2 separate regions of the Mus musculus genome follow, and region 2 is linked to region 1. The links are chromatin contacts, called in public Hi-C maps. All regions are on one chromosome and are shown on one strand. Each heading gives the region's core, a stretch centred on a gene start, on an enhancer-like site or on the middle of the called end of the contact. The rest is flanking DNA. Distances are from core to core; before and after follow the strand shown. Region 1 has its middle 21 kb from the start of 2410004P03Rik. Region 2 holds the start of Odc1 (ornithine decarboxylase, structural 1).

Region 1 (6,805 bases), core at 794-3,293:
GCAAGTCCTAGCACTATTTGTGATACAGCCACAGCCACAAGGGGTGTGTGTGTGGAGGGGGGGGGGTGTGTCTTCCTTGACTGTAGAGGTAGAGGCAGGAAGGTAAGTTCAAGTTCATCTTCATCTACATGGAGAGTTCAAGGCCAGCCTGGGCTATGTGAGACTCTGTTTCAAAATAAAATTTCTCTGGGAGTTAAGGAGAAAAACTTCTGGAAATTCCAGGATGAATACCCAGCCCCACCCAGGTCTCACAAAATAAAAGGCTTTCAGGACATAAGCATGTCTAACACATCTCTATCTGGAGGTTCTGTCCTGCAGGGGGTGCTGTCCATCCACAGAGCACAGGGCTGGTAGTTGAAGTCTCAGGGTACTCCAGATCTCTGCCTGTCACACGGGTGTTTCAGGACCACCCTTCCGGTGTGCTTTCTGTTAAAGATGGTCTTGAATGGCAGAGAGAATTCTTCAGCTCTCTCTAAACTGGGGTTTTAAAAAGCTCTTAGTGTGAACAATCTTCTTAGGTGAGTTGGGATAAGTCACCTCATGCCTGTGAGATCAACACTGCACCTCTCCAGTTGCTAATTGTGGCCACTGTGCCTTCAGTGAGGCTACAGCCTGTTTTACAACTCTTGTAGTCACTGAGGCCTGAGAACGCGGTGTTACAACAAGCTGGTGCCTGGGAACACGGAAGGCAGAAGAGCCGGGTATCTCCTCTTTGACTCTCCTGGGCTCCATGCTGGGGATTCCCCCAGATTGCCTATCTGTCACCTCAAATCCCCATGTATCCCCCAGAAGAGATACACAGAGTCCTATCACCCCTTGGGCAGAAGAGCTCAGGACCATGTGGCCTGTTCTCTTTCAGACATGCCAGTTTCTCCAGTTATGTTATCAAGAAAGCACAAAATCCTCAGGCTGGCTAGCTACCCCAAGGGCAGAGCAGGACAATGCTTTGAGATTGTCCCCAGCACTGAGTTAAAGGAGGTAGCAGGTCAAAGCATCACACGTCTAGATGTGAATTTGGAAGACAGTACGAAAAGGTACTTTCTGACATCACCAGGAACAACAGATATGCGAATGCTAATTATTTATTAAATGAATAGATTCACCCGGACCATGGGTGCCAGGGGACGACGCCAGCCTCTCTTACAATTGGGAGTATTCACTGGGCTCTAGGAAGTAAGCTCAGCCCTGGGCTATCTAATGGCATAGCCGCTCCATTTGAATCCCACCTACACCAAGGATCTTAAGACAATGCCTGTCCCTCACAGGTTAACCCCCAAGGACCATTCCCTTCGCAGCAACTTAACATGCAACCAGAGGCCCGGAATTAAAATGTCTCTCGTTTTCTTTAGCCACATGGAAACGCTAATTATAGCATTCAGTCTCCAATGCATATTTATTTTGTTCATTGCTAGCCTCAGCTTGTAATGAGGAGTTGGTGCATCCAAGTTTTCTCCAGCATATTCTGGGTCTGCAGGTGACTGAGGAAATGAAGGGTGTCCTCTGTTTCTATAATTATGTCATCGTGTTACAGTTAATGTGCATAGCCAGGACCATGGGAGACACGCAGAATGTACCGGGCCAGTCCACACCCTACAGGGAAGGTTCTTGCACAAAAGCACAGAAAGGGAGCAGCCAGCCCCTAGCCAGGTGTTGACCCTAGAGGAGCCGTTTCACTGCGGCCAGGGGACTCAAGGTACCTCTTTTGTGAGCTGGTTATCAGTCCTCCCAGCTGGACCGTACATACTTGCCAATGAGTGAAGTGTTCAGGGCAGACAAATGAGAGAATGAAAACCACCTTGGTTGACTTCGGGGCTGTCATTCCTAACAGCCCATCGCTTACAATGTAAGAGGACCCAGGGTGCTCACATCCCCGGTGGAGAGACCAAGGATTTGAATCTCTGCACCTTCCGTCTGAGGTCCAGCTGGAGCGTCTGAGGCGAGCCAGTCTGTCTGCCTTTCTGCCAAGTGCCGTGTGATCATGCTCACTGTCTGCTCTGCGGCTGCTGTGTGGTTATGTAGAGATGCAGTCCACATGGTTCTGCTGAGGGCCCCACAGACAGTGTGCTTCCGGTTTCTACCACACCCTCTCTGTTCTTCACTCAGCCAATCAGATATAGGGTCTTCTTAAAGCCACAAATAGCAACAATGGGTCTGTTTGGCCTTTTCTGCTGCTTCAAAGTACAAAGAGGCCCGCTTGCTACTGACTTCACAAATGGGCTTCATTTCTTCTCGGTGGACACTTATCGTCCCTCAACTAATGCTTGGTCGGTAATGGCGATAGCTTCATTTGTGCAGAGCCCCAATATATATATATATTATACACACACACACACACACACACACACACACACACACACAAGGCACAGAGAGGATCTGTAGCCTATGTATGAACTCAGGAATAGATTGCTGGTGCTCAGGATTCAATCACTGCTCAATAGCGCCACCTGCTGGGAAGGAAGTCCTCAACGCAAGAGTTTTTTTTGTTGTTAGAAGAGACTTTAAGATGAGAGAGAAAACTGAAGTTATTTGGAGTATCACAAAAATATCCAGAATAGCGTTTCTCAATATGCTTCCCAAGGCTCCCGTAGGTGCCGTGTTGGTGTGTCTAGAATTTTCTAGGAGAGAGTCAAAGCGTGTTTCCCTTTGACGCTAGAGAAAGAGTCAGCCTCTTGGTGACCCAGTGACCAGAGGATGACTTTCATTTTCAGGCCTGTGCTTCTGGGGTGAACTCCCTGGCACCAGTGGTAGATGAACAGATAACAGGCTATGTCCTCAAGGGACTCCTGGGGATGCAGAATGGGCCAGAGGAAACACAGCCTTAAAGAGTGAAAGATTAGGAGGGGTACCCTCGATAGCAGAAGAAAGGTCATGAGCCTTCCGGTCACATGGGTGGTATGGGAAGAAGGGTAGAGAGGCAGGCAGTACATGCAGGGAGCAATGGCAACCACATCCTTTGTGGTCCACGAAGTTTAGAAAGTTGAAAGCTGAGGCAAGAACCTGTCCTGATTCTTATTTGAGACTCTTGGAAAAGGGCGTCTGCCCTTCCCACCCCATCTCCATAGCCTGGCTCTCCATCACCATTAGGACCATGGTGCTTGGGAAACACACTGGGTCAGTGACTGGTCCTTAGAACCCGATGTGCTCCACAGGACATGGAGGTGTCCCTAGGTGGAGCCAGGAACAAGGAGCAGTGGAAAGCTTAACATGGGCACCTTTTCCAATAGCACTACCCATGAGGTCTGTCGAGCTAGGGACCAATGCAAGTGCCACCCATAGATCAGGACATCTACAGCAGCCAGGACACTGGCCAAAATGGACGGCAGGGTTCTCCAAACCACACATGACAAAGGTTACAACTTCTACCACAAACTCCAGACGCCTGAGGCAGAAAGGAGGAGACCTAACCTCTCAGCCTCTAGCACCTAGGACCATCAAGGACTTGGAGACCAGGGTTCTTCCCCCTGCCAATCTCCAGGTATGCAGGAGAACAGGGAATCTGTACCTTACACAACACCACCAAGAGACTATGTCATCCAAGGTAAGCCTGGCAGTGTGCTTCTCTAACTCCAACACTCAGAGGCAGAGATAAGTGGGTGTCTATGAATTGTCTCCATAGGTAGTCCCAGAATAGCTAGGGTTACACAGATAGACCCTGGTGTGTGTGTGTGTGTGTGTGTGTGTGTGTGTGTGTGTGTATGAAGGAGAGAGACAGGCAGGCAGGCAGGCAGGCAGGCAGGCAGGCAGACAGACACAGATCCACAGACAGACAGAGTATGTTGTGCAGACATTCAACTGGGATAAGGAATCCAAGCAACTGGCACCATAGCTCAGTTATCCCCTCCCCCTATATTAAAACCCACCTCTGACTTCACAGAGTCTGCAGAAGGAAGAAAGGAATGCAAAGAACATGCTCTCTGAGGTCCTTTACAGAGAAAATAGCTCTAGGGACCAAGGGTAGGACATGTCGGTGAGCAGGACGCTGAAGAGACAAGGATCAGACAGAAGAACCACGGTGTGATTGTCAACCTAATGGATCCAGAGTGACACAGCAGACAAGCCCTGGGCACATCTGTGAAGGACTGTCTACACTGGCTCATCAACGTGGGAGGATCCAGCCTAAATGTGGGGAGCACCATCCCATGGGATGGAGTCCTGGTAAACATGAATATTCATCTGTCTCCTTCCTTACTCTGGATGCAATGTGACCAGCCATTCCACACCCTTAGTGTCATGACTTCCCACCATGATGGACTGTAACGTCAATGGTAAAATTGGGGGGGGGGGGGCTTAGTTCCTCCTTTCCTTCCTTCTTCCTTTTTTCCTCCTTCCCCCTTCCTTTTTCCTTCCTTCTTCTTCTCTCCCTCTTTCTCCCTCCTTCTTCCTTCCTTCCTCTCACCCTCCTTCTTAACTCCTTTCCCTCTCCTTTCTCTTTCCTTCCTTCCTTCTTCCTTTCTTCCCTCCTCCTTTGAGTTGGTTTTGTTAGATATTTTGTCGACACAACAAAAAAAGAAACTAATACATAGACTAAGCTACAGGGACATTTGCTCTGCTCCCTGAAAGAGAGGGCAAGCAGTCTGCCTCCTCCCCAGCCCTCCATGCCTATGCTGAGCAAGTGTGGCGGGCACTGGGAAGCCATGGTTCCGACAGGTAGAGGCTGACCTCTTTGCGTATTATTGATGATAATAATACGCAGCCCTTCATCTCTCCGGGTATGTGAGGACACCCCTGACCACATGGGTGAACCCAGATTGCATGTACTCTGGAGAATGTTGAATGTAAGGTGGTTATGGAAGCCCACAGATTAGGGCAGCACACCGAGCAGCTGGGAAATTCAGAGCTGCGTGGAAGATCTTACAAAAGAGTAAAGGGTAGCCTAAGTGTCTACGAGGATGTCTGGTGAAGAACGGAGAACTGTTAAGTAGTGTTGAGAACAGTGATGTCAGCCCCTGTTGAGAGCATCCCTTCTAATGTTTTAATGTTTACTTTGCCTTCAAATCAGCTAGGACATTGGGAATCAGGTGATTTGATTCCCTGCTATGAACCCCCCACGTGCCTGGTGCTCCCTTGATGCTCCTGGTACTGACTTGAACAGAGGTCTGCCAGCTAAGCAGCTTCTCTCTGGCAACTGGCTCGACTGTCTTCGTGGGAGCCCAGTTGCTTCGAACACTCCACAGATACCTTGAGGAAACTGTACTGCAACCACAGCTGCCACTGCCAAAGCACAGCTCCGGCTCCAGCTCTGAGAGGCACTACTCCTGCCACGACAGGGACACACGGAGCTTTTGACATCACAAACCTTGGTGAACTCAAGCAGCCAGTTCTCATCAAGGAAGAAAGCCGGCAGTGGTGTAACATAGACCTTCGGGACTGTAGTGACTGGTGCAAACACCTAGGACATACTAGCTCGGTTTTTTGGGGGTTGTTTTTGTTTTTGTTTTGTTTTGTTTTTAAGTCATCAGGGAGTCACCATCCTGTGTCACCTCTGCTGCTGCAATTCTAGGCCAATAAAAGGCCTCCCCTAATTGGCCTTTTGCTTAGCCTGCTTCGGATTTTTATGGTAGGTAGTGTGGGTTGGGCTAGGAATACAAAGATGTGATGGTGCTGGAGAAGATGGCTCTGGTGCAGGGGTAGTGGCAGCGGCAGGGCGGGAGCTCAGTGGATTTCCCCCAGAGTGGCCAGAGGCGCAGAATTGCCAGCAGGTGAAGGCATTGGAAAGGACAAGGACAGCGGAGGTGCAGAGAAGGCTGTGAAGAGCTGACAAGGAGAAACTGAAGCCTCAGTCACCACTAGAGTTCCAAAGAGCTACCAAGCCCTGCCTGAGGCCTAAGATCTATGATGCTAATCACTCTAAGGGCAGAGTCTCAACACTCCAGACTCGGCAACCAGGATACTAGCTGGTGCTGTCTGTGGCTACTAGCTGGTGCTGTCTGCGGCTACCACCAACTACTGCCAAAAGCTGGGGATTACCCTAGCTGCTGGGCAATAAGCCTATGTGTGGCTGAGCACCTAGAGCCGTGAGCCCCTGGCCCTGGAGCCTGGAGCCAAAGGATCTAGTTCTCAGGACTCAGGACTACAAACCAGGGCTGGAGAGATAGATGGCTTAGCAGTTAAGAGCACTTTCTACTTTGCAGTGAACTGGGTTCAGTTTCTAGAACCCAAATGGTGGCTCACAACCATTTGTAGCTGCAATTGCAGGGGATCCACTACCCTCTTCCAACCTCCACAGGCACTAGGCACACACATGATGTACACGCAGGCAAAACAATCGTACATATAAAATAAACAACGTACATGTTATATATATATAACATAGACACATACATATTGTATATTAAAATACACACAAAGAACTACAAGCCTCCAAATTTGTCAGTCCATCCATTAGCCTAGACCCACCAGCACTGGGAGAGCTACTCCTTGCTTTCTCACAATTTCTTTCTGCGTTGAGCCAAAGAACTTGAGCACTGGATGGTTACGTCACAAATAGGGGCGAGGACCAGGCCACTGCACAGGCAGCCATTAGTTGCTAAGGCAAGCTACTCTGGTAAACAGCATGAACTTAGGTCAGACATCCATCAGAGGCTCCCTGTGCCTCTGCTTACGAAGGTGATGGGCATGGAGCAGAAATGGTGGCTCCATTGCTAAGCATGGTTGCTGCTCTCCTAGAGGATCTGAAGTCAGTTCCCAGCATGCATAGCAAGCAGCTCACAGTGATCAGCAACTCCAACCCCAAGGGACTTGATGCCCTCTTCTGGCCTCCAAGGGCACCTACACTCACATGCACACTCACACATGAAGGCACACA
Region 2 (6,471 bases), core at 1,552-4,051, 510 kb before region 1:
ATGTCTCCGAGGTCCGCAACATAGAACGCATCCTTATCGTCCTGGAATGAGAACAGGTTCAGGGACCTCATTAGCTGTCCAGCAGCTGGCCACACTGAAAACCCTTTTCCCTTCCTTAATCAAATTCTATCCCTGTTAGCAGTCACTGACATGGCATGACCAACCACTAGACAGTCCACAGTCACATTCTAGATTCTCTGGCAAGACAGGCTCATGTATGGTGCTAGGAGCTCTCAGCAGAGTTGCGGCCTTCCGTGGGCTTCCCGTACTTACAGAGGAAGAGACTTCATTGATTTTTTGGTCCAGAATGTCCTTAGCAGTAAAGCCTTCATCAAGGATGTGGCAGTCAAACTCGTCCTTAGTAAAGCTGCTCATGGTTCTCGATGTGCTTCTGAAACAGGGGAAGCCGCAAGTGAGCGGGAACACACTCAAAGTCGTAGCAATGCTCCAGCACAAATCCACAAGTAAACCGATACTTACACAGGGAACCTGGAGATGGAATCAAATTATCACCAGCTCCTCACAAGGTCGACTTAGCCAAGAACTCTGAATGCTGCCTTCTTGGAGTGGTGGAAACACTAGTGAATAGAAACACAAGATGTGATCTCCCTTGGAATCTTACCATTAAAGGTTACACGCTGCAACCATACACCAGAGTAAACAGGTGAAATAAAGTAGCCAGTACAGGAAGAACTGTGGGTGGGAATCCCAGGGCCTAGGTGAATAGACACCACCCTCCCCAAACAGATTCCACTGTTCAAAACTGAATGCCACAACTCTATACATATGGGACATCTCTCCAAAACAGAATGTGTCTCAGAAGCATATCTGCATACAGCCCATTAACTCTGGCAATATTACTGTATTACATGGCTTCATTTCTGAGCCGTTCCAGGTCTTCAGAAACTTCAAATGGCATTACAGTAACTACATGCAGCCCTGAAAATATCTTATTCCTTCCCACTTTGTTATGCTGAATGATCTTAAGTGAATACAGTCATTATCATCTATCTAGAGCACTCAAACTCAGTGAACAATCCATCAAAATTTTCCATAAGGAACTTTCATGCAGTACTAGCATTAAAACAAAACAAAACAAAACAAAACAAAAACCCAAACTCTTCAAATCAACAGGATATTGTTAGTTACTATTATGAGACACCAGTATCCCAAAGCCTATATTGCCTAACAAAATGAGCACTTCTGGGATCCTGACTGTCCTCAAATGCCTTCTAATATCCACTTAGTTATGGATAATAACCATATGGAAGGCATTTTTGGTCAACTTTATGACTAACAAAAATAAGCAAGGTCACCACTCTTAATAAAAGCTTCTGTCTGGGCCTTATGAAATGGACAACAGCAAGTGGCCAAGTAAAACTCGTTTTTTTCCGTTGTGTGACCCACTTCAGTGCCTGCAGCCTACAGGCACGGAGGCTGGGCAATGGTTAGGAGCCACAATTTGCTCTAGCATGGGACACTATGAGAGGCCCACGGGGAAGAGCCTGCCATAAATCCAAATCCATGCATGGTTAAACATGTTAAGCCTTAATTTAACGAGACTTTTGGCAATGTCAACTTCCGTTAGCTGCCTAAACCTCTCCTAAGTTAAGACTAGAGAAGAGAGCCAGCCAACTCGTTGTATATCATTTACAACTGATGAATGGGCTTTGGCAGTAACTTTGTAATTTTAGGTCTTAAGTATTTTCCAGGCAACCTTCCGGTTTAAACACGAAAAGCTTTGAGATACTGTTTTGCCTTTCTGTAGCTTTGCCTAAATAATATAATAGATAAGATCTGAAAGAAAAATGTTACTAACACATTTTGGTATGGGAAGTAGCTAAATCGTGTCAGACAATTAGCACAAGAAGGTAACTCTGGAAGATATAAGCCAATTAAAACAGAAAAGAATTCCAATCAGTCAAAGTCTGCCCGATCTTAGGTTTGAATAAAACAAACCACTACATTCTTTGTCCTCTCCCAGACATTCCTGACAGGCTCTGCCCCCCACACTTTTTCCAGTTATTGAGGATTCTGAGTAGGGTTTCCGGGACAGCCGGGAACCCGTTTTCCCCTAAACCACTAAGTCATTCAAGGAGTTCTAATTCCAAGTCACAGCTGGTGGGTATTCATTAGCAGTGACTCCCAGACTAAATTTGGTCTACCAACTTCCACTCCGGGTCATCGCCTCTGCTCTGTACACGTAGTGAAACTAAAGAAAGCAGCAGGAAACTAACTGCAGGACCGCTGCTCGCGGCCGCGCTCCCCTGCACCTGCCGCGGGCTTGCCCTCCATCATCACCCGGGCAAGTGGAGCGCTGAGTCCGGCTGACGCGAAGAGGGCTCCCATGGGGGGATCCGAGGGCTTGCAGCCGAGGTCCAGGAGCAGCTGCCTTCAGGGCGGCGGCTCGCAAGGTCACCGGTCCCGGGCCACGTGTCCCCTGCCGGCGGCCGCAGTCCGGGCCTCGCGACACGTGGCCGCACATCCCTCCCGCGTCCCGCTCACCTCACAGCACGGTGGCCCGGCTGGCCTGACCCATGGAGGCGCCGCCGCCAAACCCCGAGGAGCGCCCGTCCGTCCGTCCGTCCGCCCGCCGCCGCCGCCCCGTCAGCCGCCTCGTCGAGCCCGCCGCAGACGCCGACCGGAGGTGGCGCCGAGCTGCTGGCTGAGGGCGGCCGGCGGTGGCGGCTGCAGGGACTGACAAAGCCCGACGGTGCGACGCGCCGCTACTTATACGCCGAGCACGTCGTCATGGAGACGCACCAGCTCAAACCAGCCGCGATCGGTTCCGGCCGGGAGGCGCGGGGGAGGGGCGGGGACTCCGTGGCGGCCAACCCGGGTCCCGGCGCCGGAGGCGGGGGACGCGGGCCGGGCGCGTCAGTGGGGCGGGGCGCAGCGCGTGCCCACCCACCCGCCCATACGCCCCGCGCTCCCCGCCGGGCCTCGTGTCGGACACGCCCTGCGGCAGGCCTGCGCACGCGCACCACATCACCAGTCCTGGCTGCCAGCATGCCGCAGGGCCCTATGGGCAGCGGGCGGGAGTCGGCTGGTGCATGCGCACATGTACCTGGTCGCCAGTCTCTCGCCCCCTACCTCTCCGCCTAGGCACACAATCTCTTCCCCCTCTCCAGGTCCTAACGGCTGAACCCAGACCTGGAAGACTAGCAAAATTCTTCCTCGGCTTTCCATTCAGGGGGTGGTATTCCCTAGCGGGGCAGGCGTATCGCAGATGCAAGCGGAGGATGGATGGGCCGTGAGCTGTGCGCCGGCCACATAGACTAGACTTGGTGGCGCAGACTGACCCTGCATCACGACCCTGTATGCCTAAGCCTGAAAGCTTGCTGAGAGACAAGCCCGCGGAGGCTGACCCGGCCACTCCGTGTTATGTTGGTGGCTTCCAACTAGATGTTAGGCATCAGTTGCATGCTAAGTACGCCTTCTATCTAAGCAAGGGTCGTATTGAAAGGCGTGTTAGGGACAAGGTAAGAGGTGGTGGACAGCCACCAGCTGTCTCTCTTATTCTGTCTTTCAGGGTAGCTACAACTTTGAGAAGCCTGAATGCGAACAGAGTCTGGGCAGTAAATTTGTATCCACCAAAGTTACATTGTTAAAGAACAAGTGGGACTGACTTACATATTCAGTATTGGAAAAACACACGAACACTACAATTTGTTACTATGTATACTATGTATACGATGTTAATGGTTTGTTAATTCTCAGTTAAAACCCCTCTCCCAGCCCAGACGTTGAGATACCATAGCAGTACCAAAAAACTAACTTGAATCACAGCAAAGGAAAAAACTTGAAGCTTTTCAAGGGCCTGAGCAGGGCCAGATGACCCACACCTTTAATCCCAGTACTCAGGCAGAGGCAGGCTTTTGTTTATTTGTTTTTTGTTTGGTTTGGGTGGTTTGTTTTTGAGACCTGGCCTCTCAGTTTAGCCCTGGCTTTAGTGGAACTCTACCTGCCTCTGCCTCAAGAATGCTGGGATTAAAGGTATGTTCCTTCTCTGACCAGCTAAATCTCTTAAGTTTGAGACCAGTATAGTCTACAAAGAGTTCCAGACCAACCACGGCTACATAGTGAGACCCTATCACAAAACAAAGTCAAACAAACAAACCCCACTGGCTTTTCTCCAGAGGTCCCTAGAGAAAATCCACAACCCAGCTCCACTCCCAAACTGTTGTGCAGTTTTGTGCAAGCCTTGGTCTCATGTACCCAAGGGTCTTTTACAACCACAAAGTCCTGGGAGGAAAAACCTTAGTACACACTTCCAAGCCTGGGTCATAGTCCATAGATATTTGTTGAATGAGTGAATGAAAGAACGAGTGATTCACTTCTCCCTGAATCATGGCTTCTGCAGAAAGAAACAAGAGCCACAAAAGCATCAAGCAAGCTGTCCATACAACGATGGGATGGGCATTTCACTCTTCTCTTGGGCACCCTGCTCTTCCTTAGTTTTATATAATCCTGGAGCAGTCACAAGGTACCATGCAGAGCAGGAGAAGGGTATGGGATCCCCTCCTAACAACCCTTTTCTTCCCCAAGGACCAGATTAGCTGTTTTGACCAGTCAAAGAACATACAGCCCCAAGCGTTCAATTAGCATCTTTATCTCTGTGATGGGAGATAATCATAGTGTTTTAGTTTTGGAAACCTTACCTGGGAAGAAGAGCGCAGGTCTTGGTCAGGAAGACCAGGAGACCATTCCAAATTATAAACTACTCTGGCTCTATCACAACTGCCTATGTATGTATGGCACCAACCCACCCACATTCCAATTCCTGCCCAAACCCTCGGGAGGTGGTGTCTTGTACATGATCCAGCTGACTGTCAGGGTGGGGACAGAAGGTAGGGAAGGAGGGGCCCATTTCCTGGGGTAGTGGCCCTGCTAGCTGGTGGTAGACAGGCTCCAGCATGGAGAGGTCCCCAAAGCCGGTCTGAAAGCAGCTGAGCTTGAGTCATAAGACTCAACTACTAACCTGCATTCAAGAAGACAGACCAGTGGTGACTAAACCCAGGCTTAGTCAAACGAGTGGCATTACTGATATTATTTTCACCGGTTCCTCCCTTTCCCTACCCATCTTCCTTAAGAGAAAATCAACAAAGGCTAGGCTACCACTCAACACAAGAGTGCTTGCCCCTTTCTCCCTAGGGGCAATTTGAGGCCCCAAGTTCCATTGCCATTGTCTCTCCAAAGTAAAGCGATGAGACCTTATAAAATGCCAATGTCCAGAATGTTATCCTGACATGCAGTGAGGTGTTTGTGCTAGATTGTGCAGAGGCACCGAAGGATGGATGAAACCAGTGTAGATGCTGCTATTAGCGGTGTTCTCAGTTACTGTCTTATATTCTGGGGCTGTCTCTGACTTTCTTAGGGACTCTCAGCACTTGCCCATGGTAAAATCCTGAATCTCACGCCCCTCCTTGGAGGTGCAAGCTCAGTGTCTACAAGTAGTGATGGTTGGGCCAAGTTCTAAGAGCTCTAACTTTATTTTTTAAGACAGCATCTCATGGAGCTCAGGTCCCTGTGTAGCAGAGCAGAGCCTTGAATGGCTACTGCCTCCACCTCCCAAGTACATGGGGTAGTTACAAATGTAAAGAGGGCCCCTTATGGGAAAAGAATTACATCGCATAAAGGAATAACCAGCAATTGTATACAAATCCATTTACTTGGTATTGGCAAAGTCAAGACAGGGCTTTCATTCATCCATTGGTTCATCCCCTCCTAACAACTCCTTTTTTTCCCCAAGGATGAGATTAGCTGTCGTGACCCATCCGAAAATGTGCAGCCTGAAGCATTGTTTGTTTGTTTGCTTGCTTGCTTGTTTGTTTTAGATAAGGTCTCATTGTTGTATGTGTGGCTGGCCAGGAATCTGCTATATAGATAAGCTACCTGGAACTCACAGAGAGTATGCCTCAGTATGCCTCAGCGGGTATTGAAAGCATGGGCCATCACACCTGGCTTCAAGATAGACTCTTAAAAGAGGAAGAGAGGAGGAGGAATCCGTATCCAAAGTCATATCTGTCTTCTAGGAAAAGAACAGACTAGCCAGACATGGTAGCACACACCTTCAATCCTAGTGCTTGGGAGGCAGAGGCAGGTTCAAGGCTGGCCTGGTCTACAAAGCTGGGCTTTGTACAGCCAGGACTGCTCACACTGAGAAACCCTGTCTTGGAAAGAAAGAAAGAAAGAAAGAAAGAAAGAAAGAAAGAAAGAAAGAAAGAAAGAAAGAAAGAAAGAAAGAAAGAAAGAAAGAAAGAAAGAAAGAGAGAGAGAGAGAGAGAGAGAGAGAGAAAGAGAGAAAGAGAAAGAAAGAAAGAGGGAGGGAAGGAAGAAAGAAAGAAAGAAAGAAAGAAAGAAAGAAAGAAAGAAAGAAAGAAAGAAAGAAGGAAGGAAGGAAGGAAGGAAGGAAGGAAGGAAGGAAGGAAGGAAAGAAGGAAAGAAAGGAAGAGAGCAGACTAAAGTGAG

The links. A called contact is a pair of places that touch in the nucleus more often than the background predicts.
Region 2: a contact with region 1 is called in a Hi-C map of the G1E-ER4 cell line, with 5 times the contacts expected there. The contact joins the promoter of Odc1 here to the enhancer-like site in region 1. A contact is called at or near these places in 3 of 39 promoter capture datasets (the 3T3-L1 cell line, the C10 cell line and cranial neural crest), 2 of 484 Hi-C or Micro-C datasets (the G1E-ER4 cell line and the N1E-115 cell line) and 1 of 9 other capture datasets (liver).

What each region holds. Positions count from the first base shown.
Region 1 is chr12:17,028,894-17,035,698 of GRCm38.p6, reverse strand. No RefSeq gene overlaps it. Among named protein-coding and RNA genes, the nearest start is that of 2410004P03Rik, 21 kb to the right of the region's middle. Within about 2 kb of position 2,043, at least 77 of the 459 cell types and tissues checked have an H3K27ac peak or open chromatin away from gene starts, as enhancers often do. A contact at or near this core is called in the G1E-ER4 cell line and the N1E-115 cell line, where this site is marked.
Region 2 is chr12:17,541,203-17,547,673 of GRCm38.p6, reverse strand. Odc1 (ornithine decarboxylase, structural 1) reads right to left here and starts at 2,801. Exons shown (of 12, transcript NM_013614.2): 1 at 2,506-2,801; 2 at 481-578; 3 at 274-391; 4 at 1-41. The coding sequence starts at 375. It overlaps Gm22748 (a small nucleolar RNA gene), which reads right to left and starts at 1,528; the gene lies at 1,393-1,528.